Regions from separate parts of the Sus scrofa genome. Here region 1 is linked to region 2. The links are chromatin contacts, called in public HiChIP or PLAC-seq maps. All regions are on one chromosome and are shown on one strand. Each heading gives the region's core, a stretch centred on a gene start, on an enhancer-like site or on the middle of the called end of the contact. The rest is flanking DNA. Distances are from core to core; before and after follow the strand shown. Region 1 holds the start of MGAT5 (alpha-1,6-mannosylglycoprotein 6-beta-N-acetylglucosaminyltransferase A). Region 2 overlaps MGAT5 (alpha-1,6-mannosylglycoprotein 6-beta-N-acetylglucosaminyltransferase A).

Region 1 (7,203 bases), core at 158-2,657, 290 kb before region 2:
CGAAGGGTGTTTCTATTAAGATCCTGGAGACAGGAGACCTCTTAAACCAGCTGGGTGGCCCTGAGAACTTATGTACAAAGTGAGACACTTTAATTCATTTTTAGGGTCTAAGAATTCCATCATCTTCAGTTTTTAAATGCTTCTGCTAGGGAGGATGGGCAATAAGATAGGGTGATCTAAGTTCAAGAAAGAAGATCAGGCGTTCCCCTTGTGGTTCAGTGGGTTATGAACTGGACTAGTATCCATGAGGATGCAGGTTCCATCCCTGGCCTTGCTCAGTGGGTTAAGGACCTGGCGTTGCTGGGAGCTGTGGTGTAGATTTCAGACATGGCTTGGTTCCTACATTGCTGTGGCTGTGGTATAGGCTGATTCGATGCCAAGCCTAGGAACTTCCATATGCTGCAGGTGTGGCCCTAAAAAGCCAAAAAAAAAAAAAAAAAAAAAAAGCAGACAGAAGCCATCCCCCCCCCCCCCCCGGGGTGTGTGTGTGTGTGTGTGTGTGTGTGTGTGAATTGGTGGGGGTGGAGAAATTCTGCAGGGAAGGTAAGGGAAAGCTCAACATAAACTTGATACAGTAACTTCATGTAATGACTGGTTCCAAGGCTTGGAATTTGATGGGGTTATGAACCTTGCTGTTTCCACCCCTAGGTAATCCACCAGGGCACTTGCCTTCCATTCCATCTACTACTTAACAAGGATCTATAATGCTTAGCCATGTAAATGCACAGCATTCTCTCTCCTGGGGCTTGGCTGGATTTAATATGTCATGTCAGTCAATGTTCTTTGTGGTGCCTTCAGGGCTTGGGAGTTGTTTTATTTCTTTTTGAATTTACAACAGCACAGTGTTCAGCTAACCTGCCCAGAGTGTTCATAAAATCCATTGGCAGGAGAGGGGAAGAAAAAGAGAAAGAAAATTCATTTATTGAGTGCCTGCTATGTGCCGGACATTACTAAATACTTCACGTGTATTTTTATCTCTTCTTCAAAATAACCTCACAGAGCCTCATTTATTATGTTTGTAGATAAAGATGTTGAATTCAAATGGCTAAGTGGTTTGTTCAAGGTCACAAAAACCAAGTGGCAGGAACTCACACTGCTTCATATAACACACTCTACAAAGATGGAAACGGAGGCTCAGGGCACTGATTCCAGCTGCCGGTACCAGCAGTTAAGTCCATAATCTCCCCTCACTGGGCTTCAAGTGCTGGAAGGTCAGGAGTGCTGAGAGGCCTGGACTACACCTCTCTGGAGGGTGCACTGTCACATCAGTATTTGCACACTGCCCCTATCCTTGCTAGAATGTTATTTGTGATCGCAAGCAAACTATCTCCCTAACTCCCTTCTTCCTTTGGGCTGCGGAATTGAAGGCTTGGTAGAAGTCCTTTCCGACAGAGTTGGGAGTTTGCAGACGGCCCCTGAGAGGCTGGGGCGTTCAGAATTGGCTGAGCGCTCCGCGGGGAGGGCGGGGAGTTTGCCGAACGTCCCTGGCCGGAATCCCTGCGTTAGAGAGCTGCGAGCCCAGAACCCGGGAGAAGTTGGAAAGGTCGGTAGGGGAGGGCTGGAAGAAATTGCGATCAGATCCCCGCCCTGGTCGGCTGCGCCCGGGAGGAGAGTCTCTGCAGTGTCCAGGTCGAGTGTGGACGCGCCGCGCGCGGCCCCGCCAGGGCTGAGAGTTTGCAGACCATCCCTGCCGCGGCCCGCTCGGCGGCGGCCCTGCGGCTCCCCCTGCAGCCGCGGCGGCCCCGGGCGCGATCGAGCCCAGTTAGCCGCGCCGCAGGCTCGGGGCGCCGCGACCCCTTGCCCCGCCGCGCCCTGGGCCCCGCGTGGACGGCGGCTGGCGGGCGCTCCCGGCTGCTGCTGCTGCCCAACAAGGAGGTGAGAGCCAATGTGTCGGGGCAACAGCGTCAAAGCTCTCCATCTCCCCGGGGAGATGAACGCAGAGGGGACAGCGGAGGGCGAGGGGAGCTGCGCGCAGGGGTGGGGGAGAGTCTGCACTGAGTGCTGCGTGGCCGGGGGGATTCCGGCTGCCGCCCCCCGCCGTCTGCGTGGGTGCCCCAGCCGCTCTGCGGGACCCGGGAGTGCAAACGAGGACGCGCCTGGGGGCGCCCACCTGCCCGGAGCAGCCCCTTCCCCGGGGAAGCTGCAGGCGGCCCCCATGCCTCTGAGAAGGGGGAGATTGTGGGCTTTTCAAGGGACTGTCCGGAGGAGGCTTTGGTTGCGCGGGCTGGAGGCAAGCGGCCAAGGATGGCAGGTGGGCGCTCGGACCGGGGAGGAGCCTGGTGGGGTTCACGCTGCGGGTGTGTGCTGGACTGGGGTCCCAGGGACTTGGGCGCTCAGGGCAGGCTCAGCCTTGGGCCAGTGGGGAGGAAGAAGAAGGGAGGTTGGCTCCGGGCCCTAGGGGGAGAGGGATGCGGCAGGCAGGATCTCTGGTCCAGGAAACCTGGGAGCGTGGGGGTGTCCCCCACCTTTGGAGGATCTCCACGGGCCCACCACCCCGCGGGCGTGATCTGCGAGGCTGCCTGGCCGGAGAGGCTGAGGGGAACGCGGAGCGCACACCCGCGCACACAATCCCCGAGAGCATGCTCAGTGTGGCCCTGGGAACTTCCTGCCGAGTAGCGAGCCGCTCCGGCCCCCTCCCGGCCCCCTCCCGGCCCGCTGCTGGTAAAGTTGGGGGCGCGGCTCCGGCGTGTCGCCCTTTCGCGCCTCCGACCCCTGCCTCGCCTTTACCCGGCTCCTGGCGCTGCTCACGCTGATCACCCCCGCGGCCGAGAACCGGGGCGTGGATGTCACCCCCAGCTTCCTCAGGCCAGGTCCGAGGCCGGTGGCCAGAGGCCTGGCGTTGAAGCTGCTAGAGGCGGGGAGGAGGAGGACCCGTTGGCGATGCGCTCGCGGTGCTCAAGGTCCCGGCGCCGGCACTGGGTGGAAGGGGGTGTGTGAGCCCGGGGACGCTCGCGCACACACTGGCTGTCACACAAAGCCGTGGTTTCGTAGCTGCCGCGCGGAAGAGGGAAGAGGTGGCGCTTGCATTGTCCAGCCACGTTTGGAGCGCCAGCAGGGTCCTGGGCGCTTGGAGGCTGCAGGAACCTGACGATGCATAGGGTTTTCAGAGACGCCGGAGCGAGGTCTGGAGCCGGGTACTCCTGGCACTGACTGTCAGGCCCGGCCCAAGCCGGACGCTTCTATCTGCACACAGCTCTGGCGGCCCAGTTAGGGAAGGTTGCCTACTTGTGGGGCCGTGAAGTTGGGGAGGGGAAAGCTGAGGTTTGTGGAGGGTTTGCGTGGAATGGCAGCACTACACCAGTAAACAACTCGGATTCAAGTGTTAGAGGTAGGCTCTCATTCTCAAGAGAGGCAAGTGGTAAGCTAGTGCGCCCCCAGTACGCCCCCATTCATTATCAGGACCTGGGCCACTTGGTATGTTTTTTCTCTGATAGACCACTCCCAACCTTCCCACCTTTCCCACCCCACCCTTGCCCAGGTTAGCCACCCATGTTCTGAGCCTTGACTCAGGATCAGCACTTAATTGTTTTTGATTGGAATTGTTTCAAGCTGGTCAGACCATCCCAGATCTGTCTTAATAAAGGAATTTTTTTCTCCTGCAAATTCTTTTTGTTGGTATTGTTCAGGCCTAAGATAGGCACTCTCAGGATTCGGATTGGCTCTATTAGGATTAGAGCAAAGCTCCCCTTTCTAGAGGGCTTTTTGGTTTTCTCCAGTTATCAACTTGATGTTTGTGTAGTGAACTTGAAATGGAAAGGCCCTGGAGACAATGTGGTGGGAAGGGAAGAAGGTGGTGACCCTCCTGCCTCTTGTAGGACTAGAGGAAGAGGAGAAGGACACTGCTGTGTCTGGACACAGGTTTGAGATTTTCATCTCCTTTGTTCCAGCCTGCCTACCTGGGTTTGGGACACTTGTGACTAGGGTCACTGGGAGAAAGGAGTCTGCAGTCCTGGTTTGGGGCTTTGCAGGGTTTGCACCTACCCATGCAGCTGTCAGTTGGTATTAAGGCAACTGTAGTGGCAGGAGGGTTGGGGGGCTCTGTTCAGATCTGCCAGTGACATCTGTGTATTCCAGCTGTGGCTGCCAAGCAGCTCATGGGCCTTTGAATCTCCTCAGCAGTGTGCATTTCCAGTTCTTTGTGTTTAAAAGTGTGAATACAGTACTCATATATATTCACACATTTGTCTATACGTTTTTATAAAGAAGCCCGTGCATATGTATGTGCATCTGCAGTGTTCCTTTGGTAGCATCTTGGAGCTGGAAGGGACCTCACGAGATCATAGGAATTCAAATTTGCTCCCTTCCCATTCAGTTTTCTCGATTAAAAATAACCAACCAGCCTTCTGCCCAGCTGGCCACCCAAAGCATTGCCATGCCAGATTCCCTTTGTGATCTCAGCTGAGGGTACCCCTTTTGGTCCTTTCGCTAAGACGTGGGGTTCCTCATCATAGGTTCCAGATGTCACTCTGACATTTGACATGACTTTTCCTAATGCTTCACGTGGCTGGGGAATCTAAGTCACTGCAGAGTCACCCTCAGGATGATTTTGGCAGGGCATAGGCAGTGACCCATGTCCCCGGCAGAGATGTCTGGAAAACTGCCAGGAGCAGTCATCAGTGCGACTTGGGTTGGAAAGTTCCTGTCCTTTTGCACTCTTGGTCCTCCAGGCAGGTAGTTGCTCTGCTCCTTCCTAAAAGTCTTAAAGAGCAATGGGAGCTCATTTTATTCCCTCCTCCTTAACTATCTTGGTCTCCTGGCTGTAGGTAGGGTGGCGGTTGGTTGGGGGTGTTATTCTCCCTTGATGTTATCACAGTAGGTTTTGGGAAAGCCTGTGCTGTCAGGAGCATTTTCCCTGGGGACTTGTTATAGAGAAATGTCAGTTTGGGAAAGGGTCTTGGTGTCAGGTGAACTGTTAACAGATGGTTTTGGCTAAAGGAAGTGTGTGCGTTTCACAATCTAGGTTCTTTAAAAAAAGAGAGAGCAGAGTGGGGGGCAGGTATAACTTTATATTTGGGGGGTGGGTGACTGTTGAGAAGTTTGAGTCAGAGATAAATTTGGGGAGTTCTCTGGCGGCTCAGAGGTTTAAGGATCCAGCATTGTCACAGCTGTGGCTTGGGTTTGATCCCTGGCCCAGGAACTTCTGAAGGCCATGGGTGTAGCAAGAAAGAAAGAAAGAGAGAAAGAAAGAAATTTGGTACATGCCAATACACCTTTTACTAGGCTGCCTTTAAAGATCATAATTGCTTTGAAGTATAGGGTCACTCTTAATAGCCAGAAGATGGTAATACTTTTCAGTTTCTGTTCAGAATTGAGTAAAGATCTCCCCAGCGTCGTCTTCTTAAAGTCTCTAATCAAAGCTATGTCCCCATACTATCTTGCATCCTGGCTCTACATGAAAAGTCCGAGCATAGTCGTGACCTCAGTGCCAGCTGCGAGTTCTCACCGAGAGTTTATCAGGCAGCCACCTTGAGGTGGTAGGTGCTGGTACTGTTATGAAGATGTCCTCCTTCAAAATTACCTTCTTACTTTTAATTCATCTGACCTTCTCTTTCAGTGTGTTAATGCAAACTAATATCTCTTGGAAAGCTGCCAAGATGGGTCCCAGGAGCCTTAGTACATTAACCATGTTTTCAGCTAGAAGAGTTGGGACTTGATCTCTGTTTGCCCACTTGGACTGTTGCATTTATTTGTTTGTTTTTTTTTCATTGCCACAATGAAGTGTCTCCGTCCCCAACTTTGTCATATCCAGAAGGCAGTATTTATGCATGAGAAGGGTTGGAGGAATTGCTGTGTTTCTTCACAATCTCACAATAGCTCTCTTGTCTGAATACCTAACCTTCTGCAAAGGGAACAGGCGTCTTCCTGTCAGGGCCCTTTATCCATCCTCAAAAATCTGGACAGGCAAGGGGAATAAGCTATTGTGATAGAGTTTGGTGGGGGAGGGTTCTCCCTGAAAACTGGCACCCCCCACTGCCATGCTTGTGTGTCTGTGTGCCTGCTGGACCTTGGCCCCAGCTGGGGTGGTTACCTAGGATGGCTAAGGAGTATTTCTCCACCCTTTTGCCCCTGAACTCAAGACCTTGCTATATCCAAGTGTTTTGTTACCTGTAAGAGTACCGGTGTTTGCAACTGATTTACTTTTTTTGAAAAGTCAGCCCTTCAAGGTTATCCTTAGAAGAATAACAGCCTCACTGATTTGCATCCCTCCTTGATTTGAGGGGCCGGCCCTTGAGGCAATGGGTACCAGATACTGCCCACACGTCCTGCCCAAGCTCCTCCCACCAACTCTGACCAAAGCTCTGCTCCTTAGTGCTGTCATTCTGAGCACAGTCTGCTTTGAAGTTCTGGTGTGCTGGTAAGATGTGTTTTATAATATCCCACACTGAACAGTCTTCCGATACAATAGTTTTGGATCTCTTTCATGGCTCCGTCCACCGAGTCTGTTGTGTTGGTGATCAGCAAAGATTGCATGTCTCGGTGGAGAAATGTCGCGAACAGGTGGGCGAGAAACTCCAAGTGATGGTGATGAAAAATGTGTCTTCTGTTGTGGCCTGATTGCAAAGGCTTCTTTTGTATCTCATTTACTCCTCACTGCAATACTGATGTGGATACTATTGTTAGTCCCAGTTTATACATGGGGGAGACAGGCATTGGGAGGTTATGAAAGCTGGCCAAGGTCACACACAGCTATTGAGTAGCAGGGTGAGTAAGTGCAGAGCCCAGGGTAGCTGGACTGGGCTTAGTGGTTTAGGATAGCAAGCTCACCCTGTACTAGCCAGCACTTTCTCTCAACCAAAGCCAGAAGGGGTCTTAGACACTCGGGGGTGGAAGGGACCTCAGGGAGATTTCCCCCCCTCAACCCCTCCAAATCCCTTCTCTTCCTAGCCGAGGTCCTGGAGGTGCAGCAAGGTAGGAGGACTTGCTCCAAGTCTTCCGGGCAAATCCCAGAGCAAAGCTGGGCCTGGACTCTGACCCTTGATCCCACAGGAACAATGATAACAACTGATAACTGATGTGTGCCTGCTTTGTTTATAGAAATGACCCAGGAAGAGAATGTGATAGTCATTTGACTTCTGTCCCTCCTGCTCCCAGAGCCCTGCTCACAGCCAGTCTCCCCCTGGAAATCTGGTGGGGGGCACGTGGGTGTGCCCAGGTCCCTTCCTCCTCCCCAGATGGAAGAATCTGAGCAACTTATATGCCTTT
Region 2 (7,278 bases), core at 4,728-7,227:
CTCTGGTTATTGCCATGGCATGGGTTCCATCCCTTGCCCAGGAACTGGGCACAACCAAAAAATAAAAAATAAAAGACCTTGTCACAATCCCTGTGAGGCTACACTTGCCAGAGGCAAGGAGCGTATCACTTTTCCTGAAGGGGTCTTCTATGGTCCAGGGCAGCTGCTGGCCAAGCTTTTTTGATGGCTCAGCACCTAACACATTCAAGTGCAAGCTTGGAGCGATGGGGTGGGGGGACTGAGAAGAGAAGCCAAATGCAAAGAGAAACATGAGGCATGAATCATTGGCTTTTAAGATCTTAAGGGCTACAGTCCAAGAGACCTAAGGACTTTTCGAAAATAGCACTGGCTGTGTGCTGACCATACCTGACCCCATGTGGCATCTGTCCTCAGCCCATCAGAGTGTGAGGAGCAAACAGGCACAGGGATGACTGCTGAACTTGGAGCTCAGAGAGACCTGGGTGGCTTTTCCAGGGCTTCCCCCCCGAACCCTGCTCCCCCATCATCCTAGAGGTCTGTCCTCCGTTTCAGCAGCTTTTTCCCACCATCTTAAACTCATTGAGTTTTCAGGTCAACTGGCAGAAGAGCACATTCTCCTTGTTATCCTTCCATATAAGCCCAGAATGTTGATTGGAGACTGTCTGGAGCAGTCAGAGGAGCCCTGGATGGGGATCAGATGCCCAGATTCTAATTTCAGCTTCAGGGATCACTGGCTGCTCATCCTTGGAATTCATTTGCCCGTGGGGTCTCACTTGCCTTATCTGTAAAATGAGGCAAAGGCCTGAATGTTCTTTTGTCTTATTCCCCAGAGTTCCAGCATTCTATCATCTCAACTCCTTCGTGGCCTCCTCTAATTCTTTTGAGAGCAATAGCACAGGGAAGATGGCCTCCAGGACAATTTTATGGGCTGTCAGAAAAAGGGCAGCCAGATGAGAAGTGGGCTGGGCCAGGCACAGAGTCCATAAAACAACTTCCTGGGGAAAGGACGGGGTTGCTGGGGCTTAGCATCTGTGCATGTAAAAAAGATTTCAGAGAGTCACTGACAGTCGGCTTCTGTGAGCAGTGCCTGGAGCTGCCCGGAGTGGGTCGTGGACCTTCAGTGGAGAAGAATGAAGGATGGCTGGTTCCCATCCGTTTTCGAGCACCTGGTGTTCACCGGGGTATGGAGGGAACGTCCTTCCTCTGGGAGACTAAGAGGCTGGACTGGTGGGGCTCCTCCCTGGCTCGGCCCTGACTAGCTGTGTGATCGCAGGCCAGGGCCTCAGGCTTCCTGTGCCGCTCTCTCATCTGTAAAATGGGTGGTAATTATAGCACCTACTTTAGGGTTCTTAGAAGACCAGTGAGTTAATAAATATAGAGCTCTGAAAACACTGCCTGGTATTCATTAATGTCTGTTCTTTTTTGCTGTTATCATTATCCTCGAGGCGAATGCAAGCCTTTTGATTGGAAGGAATACAATGTGCCTTAGGAAGACTGGGTCTTAGGAAGAAACGGGCAGGTCTGGCCAGGAGACAACCAGCTTGATCAAGGCTGCAGGTGGGCTGCGAGGACTCCAAAGGGGTGCCTGACGAATGAGACATCTCATGGGTCCTGGAGGACCCGCTAAAGGACACAGGCTGCTGCTGAACTTGCTTTCAAGCATTAACAGCCGTCAGGGCCATCCAAAGATGGGGCGGGCCACCTAAGAAGCCATTAACCCCCACTGCTGTTGGCTGAAGGGACATTGGCAGTGTTTTGGAGGAGGTGTCATCAGTGCCAGGGGACCTTGGGCTGCTTGAGTTTCCCTGGCAGCCAGAGAGAATGAGTATGTAGCAGGTGGGTGGGAAGGGGTAGGAGGGAGGGAGACAGGAGAGGGCACTCCAAGGAGGAAAAGCCCCCACTGATGTTTTTGTTTAGCTGGCACAATATGTGTGTTGGGGGGGTTGTATTGGTTATTTATGGCCGAGTGAGAAATTACCCCAGAATTTAGCAGCTTAAAACAATAATCATTTCTTCTCTCTGTTTCTATGATCAACAGTCCAAACACAGCTTAGTCTGCTGCCCCTGACTCAAGATCACCCATGAGACTGCAGTTAAACTATTGACCAGGGATGTAGTTGTCTTGTTGGTGAAAGACATAAACTCAAATAGACAAGTTTACTTACAGAGAACATCAACTTGTTTATATTTAAATTCAAGGATAGTTGATTTACAAAGTTGTGTTAAATTTCTGCAGTACGGTGAAGTGACTCAGTCACACATACACTTTTTCATATTATTTTCCATTACAGTTTATCACAGGATATTGAATATAACTTCTTGTGCTATACCGTAGGACTTTGTTGTTTATCCATCCTGTGTATAATAGTTTGCATCTGCTAACCCCAAACTCCCAGCCCATCCCTCCCTCACCCCTTCTCCCCCTGGGCAACCACAAGCCTGTTCTCTTTGTGAGTCTCTGTTTTGTAGATAAATTTATTTGTGCCAGGTTATAGACTCCACATGTAAGTGATATCATATGGTATTTGTCTCTCTCTTTCTGACTTATTTCACTTAATATGATAATCTCTAGTTGCATCCATGTTGCTGCAAATGACATTATTTCATTGGAAACCTGCTATGATCCTGGGCATCATAGACACATTTGTCCTCTGGGAAGTGGTGGGTGGTACCCAGCACCCCACTGCTGTCACCTGTGCCACCATAGTGAACTGCATACCAGTCAGGAAACGTGGAAGTTCTCATAGCCTCAGTATGGTGAAAGAACTTGGCATTCTTGCACGTTGGGTTTACTTGTCTAGACCGAAGACTGCTTGCTGCTTTTGTCTCCGTCTCAATGCTGAGCTTGTAGAGCAGACCAAGGGTCAACACGTACTCTCTCAATGTGGCTTCTTTGTCTCTGGGTGTAAGATATCTTTTTTGGTAATTTCCAGTCTATTTTATTGATGGCTGTTCAGTGGGTAGTTGAAATTTTGGTGTTTCCATTAGAGGAGATGAGCTTAAGTCTTTCTACTCCATCACCTTGTCCAGTCTCCTCCTGTAGCCTTTTTAAAGATGGTCATTCTGACTCGTATGAGGTGGTACTTCACCGTAGTTTTGATTTTCATTTCTTTTTATGTGCCTCTTGGCCATCTAAATGTCATCTTTGGAGAAAAGTCTGTTTAGGTCTTCTGCCCATTTTTCTCAAATCTTGTTTGTTCTTTTGTTGTTGAATTATATGACTGTGTATGTTGGAAATTAAGCCCTTATTGGTCACATTATTTGTAAATATTTTCTGCCATTCCATATGTTGTCTTTTCATTTATTTATGATTTCCTTTGCTGTGCAAAAGCTTGTAAGTTTGATCAGCCCCACTGATTTGTTTTTTTTATTATTATTATTTTTAAAAATCTTTTTAGGGTCATACCTGTGGCATATAGAAGTTCCCAGGCTAGAGGTTGAATCTGAGCTGCAGCTCCCGGCCTACACCACAACCACAGCTGTGCCATATCCAAGCCTTGTCTGTGACCCATGCCACGGTTCACTGCAATGCTGGATCCTTAACCCACTGAGAAAGGCAAGGGATCAAACCTTTGTCCTCCTGGATATTAGTCAGGTTTGTTACCACCAAGGCATGACAGGAACTCCAGGTCTCATTGATTTATTTCTGCTTTTATTTCTATTGCCTTGCGAGACTGAAATGAGAAAACAGTGGTACAATTTATGTCAGAGAATGTTTTGCCTATGATCTCTTCTAGGAGTTTTATGATATAATGTCTTATAGTCTTTAAGCCATTTTGAGTTTATTTTTGTGCATGGTGTGAGAGTGTGTTCTAACTTCATTGATTTACATGCAGTATTTTTTTAATTGGCCATTTGGGAAGATTCATCGGAAAAGCCAGGAACCTCAGTTTCTATTGAAAATGTAGGTGGAGTGGCAAACTGGACTCACGTTCCTCACATGCCAAAGAGTGTCTGAGCTGAGTAGTGGCAGCCCACATGTATGGATTAGGGGGTGTTCAGGAACATCAGTCCTTCCGGGGCCATTTCTAGCCTCCATGACCTGCTCAACCCCCAGAGGTATTTGAGCTTGCGACCTTGCACAAGGGAGGCCTAGAGAGAAGCCACCATTTCTGTCTCTTGCTGTCAAAGAGTAGGTTTCCTCTGAAGAGGGTGAACTGAGAGAAGACATTGAATAGAAGAATGAATTCCATGTTTTTTATCCAGGCCAAAGCATCCTCTGAGTGGCCTGTGTGGAAGCCTGTCAGGTTTGGAGGCATAAAGGAGGTTTGGGGAGGAAGATGAAGGCTGTGTTCAACCTGCAGCTCCAGCAGGAAACCCAGGTTCTTGAAATCTGTCTATGAGACTTTGAGTTTTTGTTCTTGTCAAAGCCCAGCCCTAATACACGCTGCCAGAGCTGCTTCTGCCAAGTTGTCTGATGGCTGAAACAATTTCCTCTTTGGCTTGGAGCTTGGGGCAGCTGGGAAGACTGCATGGCCGTCGACTCTGCATTTGGGACTTTTAGCCTGTCAGCTTACTGTTCATGTAAAATGTAATGAAGTCTTCAGACTCCTTCCCACCTGGGAGTGAAAACCTCTCCTTAGAACCCAACTGACAGAGCCTCTCAGGGCTGCAGTTCCAAGCAGAAGCTCTCTTGTAGGTCTGTGTCCTCTGGGATAGCATTGATTTATGGGATTTGGAGTCAAAATGATTTCCAGCCTATGTTCCAAGGAAACTCAGGAAAGCTTAAGTTGGTGCTTAGAATCTAGGTCAGTGTTAAACAAACTTGCCTGATCGTAAGTTCCACCTGGGGTTCCACCTGGGGATTTGTTAAGCATCCAGATGAGAGGGACCCTCTTCAGCCCATCTATCAGCACCTCCAGTGAAGGGACCTGGGAATTGTATGTTGCTCCAGGTGATTCTTTTTAAACAGGCAAGTTTGGGAAATCATACTAGGTAGGCAAATTTTTCCTAGACCAGTAAAACCCTAATCGTTTCCTTTCCCTGCGTGGTTGATGGCTACCAAGTAGCCAAGAACCACCCCGTGCTGTAGAAGACAGGGAAGGATGCTCTTATTTTTCTTGGCTGCATCCTGTGCTCCCAGCCCCAGGTCTGTCCTCTGAGGACCAGCATTCTTTTCCACGACAGTAGCAAGCCTCCCAAGTTAATCCTTGTGAGGGTGCAGCCAGCTGATTGTGGTTCCATTGAAGGCTCTCGCAAGATGATCCAGTCATTCCAATAAGAATTTGTAAGAACTTGAGAAGTTACAGAGCACTTCCCCTTAGCCTCCTGAGGCATGTGTCAGTTTTACAGGTGATCAAACAAAGTCTTAGAGACCTTTAGAAGAGACTAACCCACATTAAATTTGGGATGAGTGATTGTCCTCTCGATGCCATTCCTTGCACTTCAACATGTATACTTGAGAGAGGTCACGGCTGGTCCAAAGGTGTGAATGATGAATGGTGGAATTTCAGGCCTTGTCGCAGGTGGTTGGGGAGGCATTTGAGGGCCTCAGGGATGGAGAGTAGTTTTCTTGGTGCCCTTCAGGAGACCCACCAACTAGTTGTCTACTCTGTCAGTGACTGGCAGCCTTCTTGGAGCATAAACAGCTGAGGGAAATTACTGCAGCTGGGAAGGAAAAAAACATCAAAATATGGTGGGTGAAAAGAGGCCCTGGTGCTCAGCAGAGGGTCTCCTCCAAAAGCCAGGCCTGGGTAGCAGGAGGCTGAGGCAGCCAGCCATCATCCCGAGGGTGGGGTGCTTCTGGAAGGTTCCAAGTCACTGCCTGCCCGTTCTAATAACACTGGGATGAGTTCATTTGTAGCTCTTAGTAAACACAGCTGCTGTGGTTGTAATTTGCCTCGAGGCTTTTTACTATTACTCCAGCCCTAACAGTTTGGCAACCAATGTGGGAACAATGGTGTTTAGGGATGGGAAAAGAAGTTGCTATTTGGGAGCAGAGGGAAGAGCAGCCGCTGTCTGTGGGCAGAAGCCAAGGAACGATTCCAAGCGTGTGGAATCCGTGTTCTATGGAAGAGGAAGCCGCACCCCAGGGAGGACCAGTGACCCACATGCTGACCGGCACCGTGTTGAGAGAACTTAGAAAAATACCGCAACTGTTCCTTTCAAGCTAAGAAAGGGTTAAGATCGCTCTTGATGGGAGAGAGAGACATAATGCCTGGGAATTTCTAACAGTCCGAAAGGCGTGCCTTTCTGAATGTGAGGAGGCGCAGATTTATAAGAACAACTGGGGTGTCACACTGATTATGTTTCCCCCAAATAGAACGTGACTGAAGTACAGCTTATGGGAAAATTGTTGAGGAGGAGAATTCTAAGCATCGTACAAGTTCTTCCAAAAGCCCAGTCACAGCTGGAGGGGACACACCTGCACTCAGCCATGCCAGGCTGAAGCTGCCTGGGCTGGGAGGACATGGCCACGCTCTTAAAGGCGGCGTTGTGGGAGGTTGAGCTGGGTAGTGGTCCCACACACCTGCCTGCCGCTTTCAGCCCACTGAAGTTGTGTAGTCCCTGGGGACCTGAGAGGCTTGGTGAGACTGTCCAGGACATGGCCACCATCCCACCTCCAGGAGGGCTTCCTGGAGGAGGGGAATTTGGATATCTTGTCTGGGTCAGGAATGCAGATCCCTGAGACTGCCTGGCTGTGTCCTAGGAGAGTGAAGTTTATCCCAGGTTGGTCTTGCCAGAAAGGGGCCAAGACATGTCTAAAAGAAGATGCCTTTACATGAGTTTCCTATGGTCCCTATGTTATCCTTTGTTTAGAAGGGCAGCAAAGCAGGCAAATCATGGCAGTAGAAGGAAATTCAGTGTGTATTTCTGGCTGCTTCTTGGGGGGGGGGGAAGCCACATAGAAGTATTGTTTTAAAATGAGTATACAAGCAACTCGGGTTATAAATCTGAGAATGGTAGTCAAATAAACCAGTTGAGTGTGGGGGGCCGGTTGTAGGAAGTCTGACCTCTTCCTGGTGCTGTTTGTTTACACTGCCACAGGGACCAGGTGTCTGAGGTGGCTGTGTGAACTGGCACTTAGATGGCCTCCCATGAATGCTGGAATCCTCAAGGAGTAATTTTTGGTGGATGCTGAAACCGTGGACTTGACCCTGTATAACCTTCTACATCAGCGCAAAGCCATGTCATTGAGACTCTGAAACATGCCCTGCAAGGACAGAGCTTGTTGGTGGGTTTTATAGAAACAAACAAACAAACAAACAGATTGGGAGCATCTTTTATAATCTAGATGTTTCTGGAAGCAAAATTCATCATTTTACTTCAAGAAGAGATATTTTGACCATTGAGAAACTG

Evidence for each region. HiChIP or PLAC-seq counts read pairs in DNA pulled down with a chosen protein or histone mark.
Region 1: an H3K27ac HiChIP or PLAC-seq map of skeletal muscle shows a contact between it and region 2, with 5 times the contacts expected there. The contact joins the promoter of MGAT5 here to the enhancer-like site in region 2. A contact is called at or near these places in 1 of 5 promoter capture datasets (fetal skeletal muscle), 3 of 47 Hi-C or Micro-C datasets (embryonic fibroblasts, epiblast stem cells and skeletal muscle) and 2 of 2 datasets of contacts at active chromatin or transcription factors (alveolar macrophages and skeletal muscle).

The regions. Positions count from the first base shown.
Region 1 is chr15:17,913,477-17,920,679 of Sscrofa11.1, reverse strand. MGAT5 (alpha-1,6-mannosylglycoprotein 6-beta-N-acetylglucosaminyltransferase A) reads left to right here and starts at 1,407. Exons shown (of 17, transcript XM_021075187.1): 1 at 1,407-1,543. It also overlaps the pseudogene LOC100152750.
Region 2 is chr15:17,624,765-17,632,042 of Sscrofa11.1, reverse strand. All of the region lies in intron 11 of MGAT5 (alpha-1,6-mannosylglycoprotein 6-beta-N-acetylglucosaminyltransferase A), which reads left to right. Among named protein-coding and RNA genes, the nearest start is that of MGAT5, 290 kb to the left of the region's middle. Within about 2 kb of position 5,977, at least 18 of the 83 cell types and tissues checked have an H3K27ac peak or open chromatin away from gene starts, as enhancers often do. A contact at or near this core is called in fetal skeletal muscle and skeletal muscle, where this site is marked.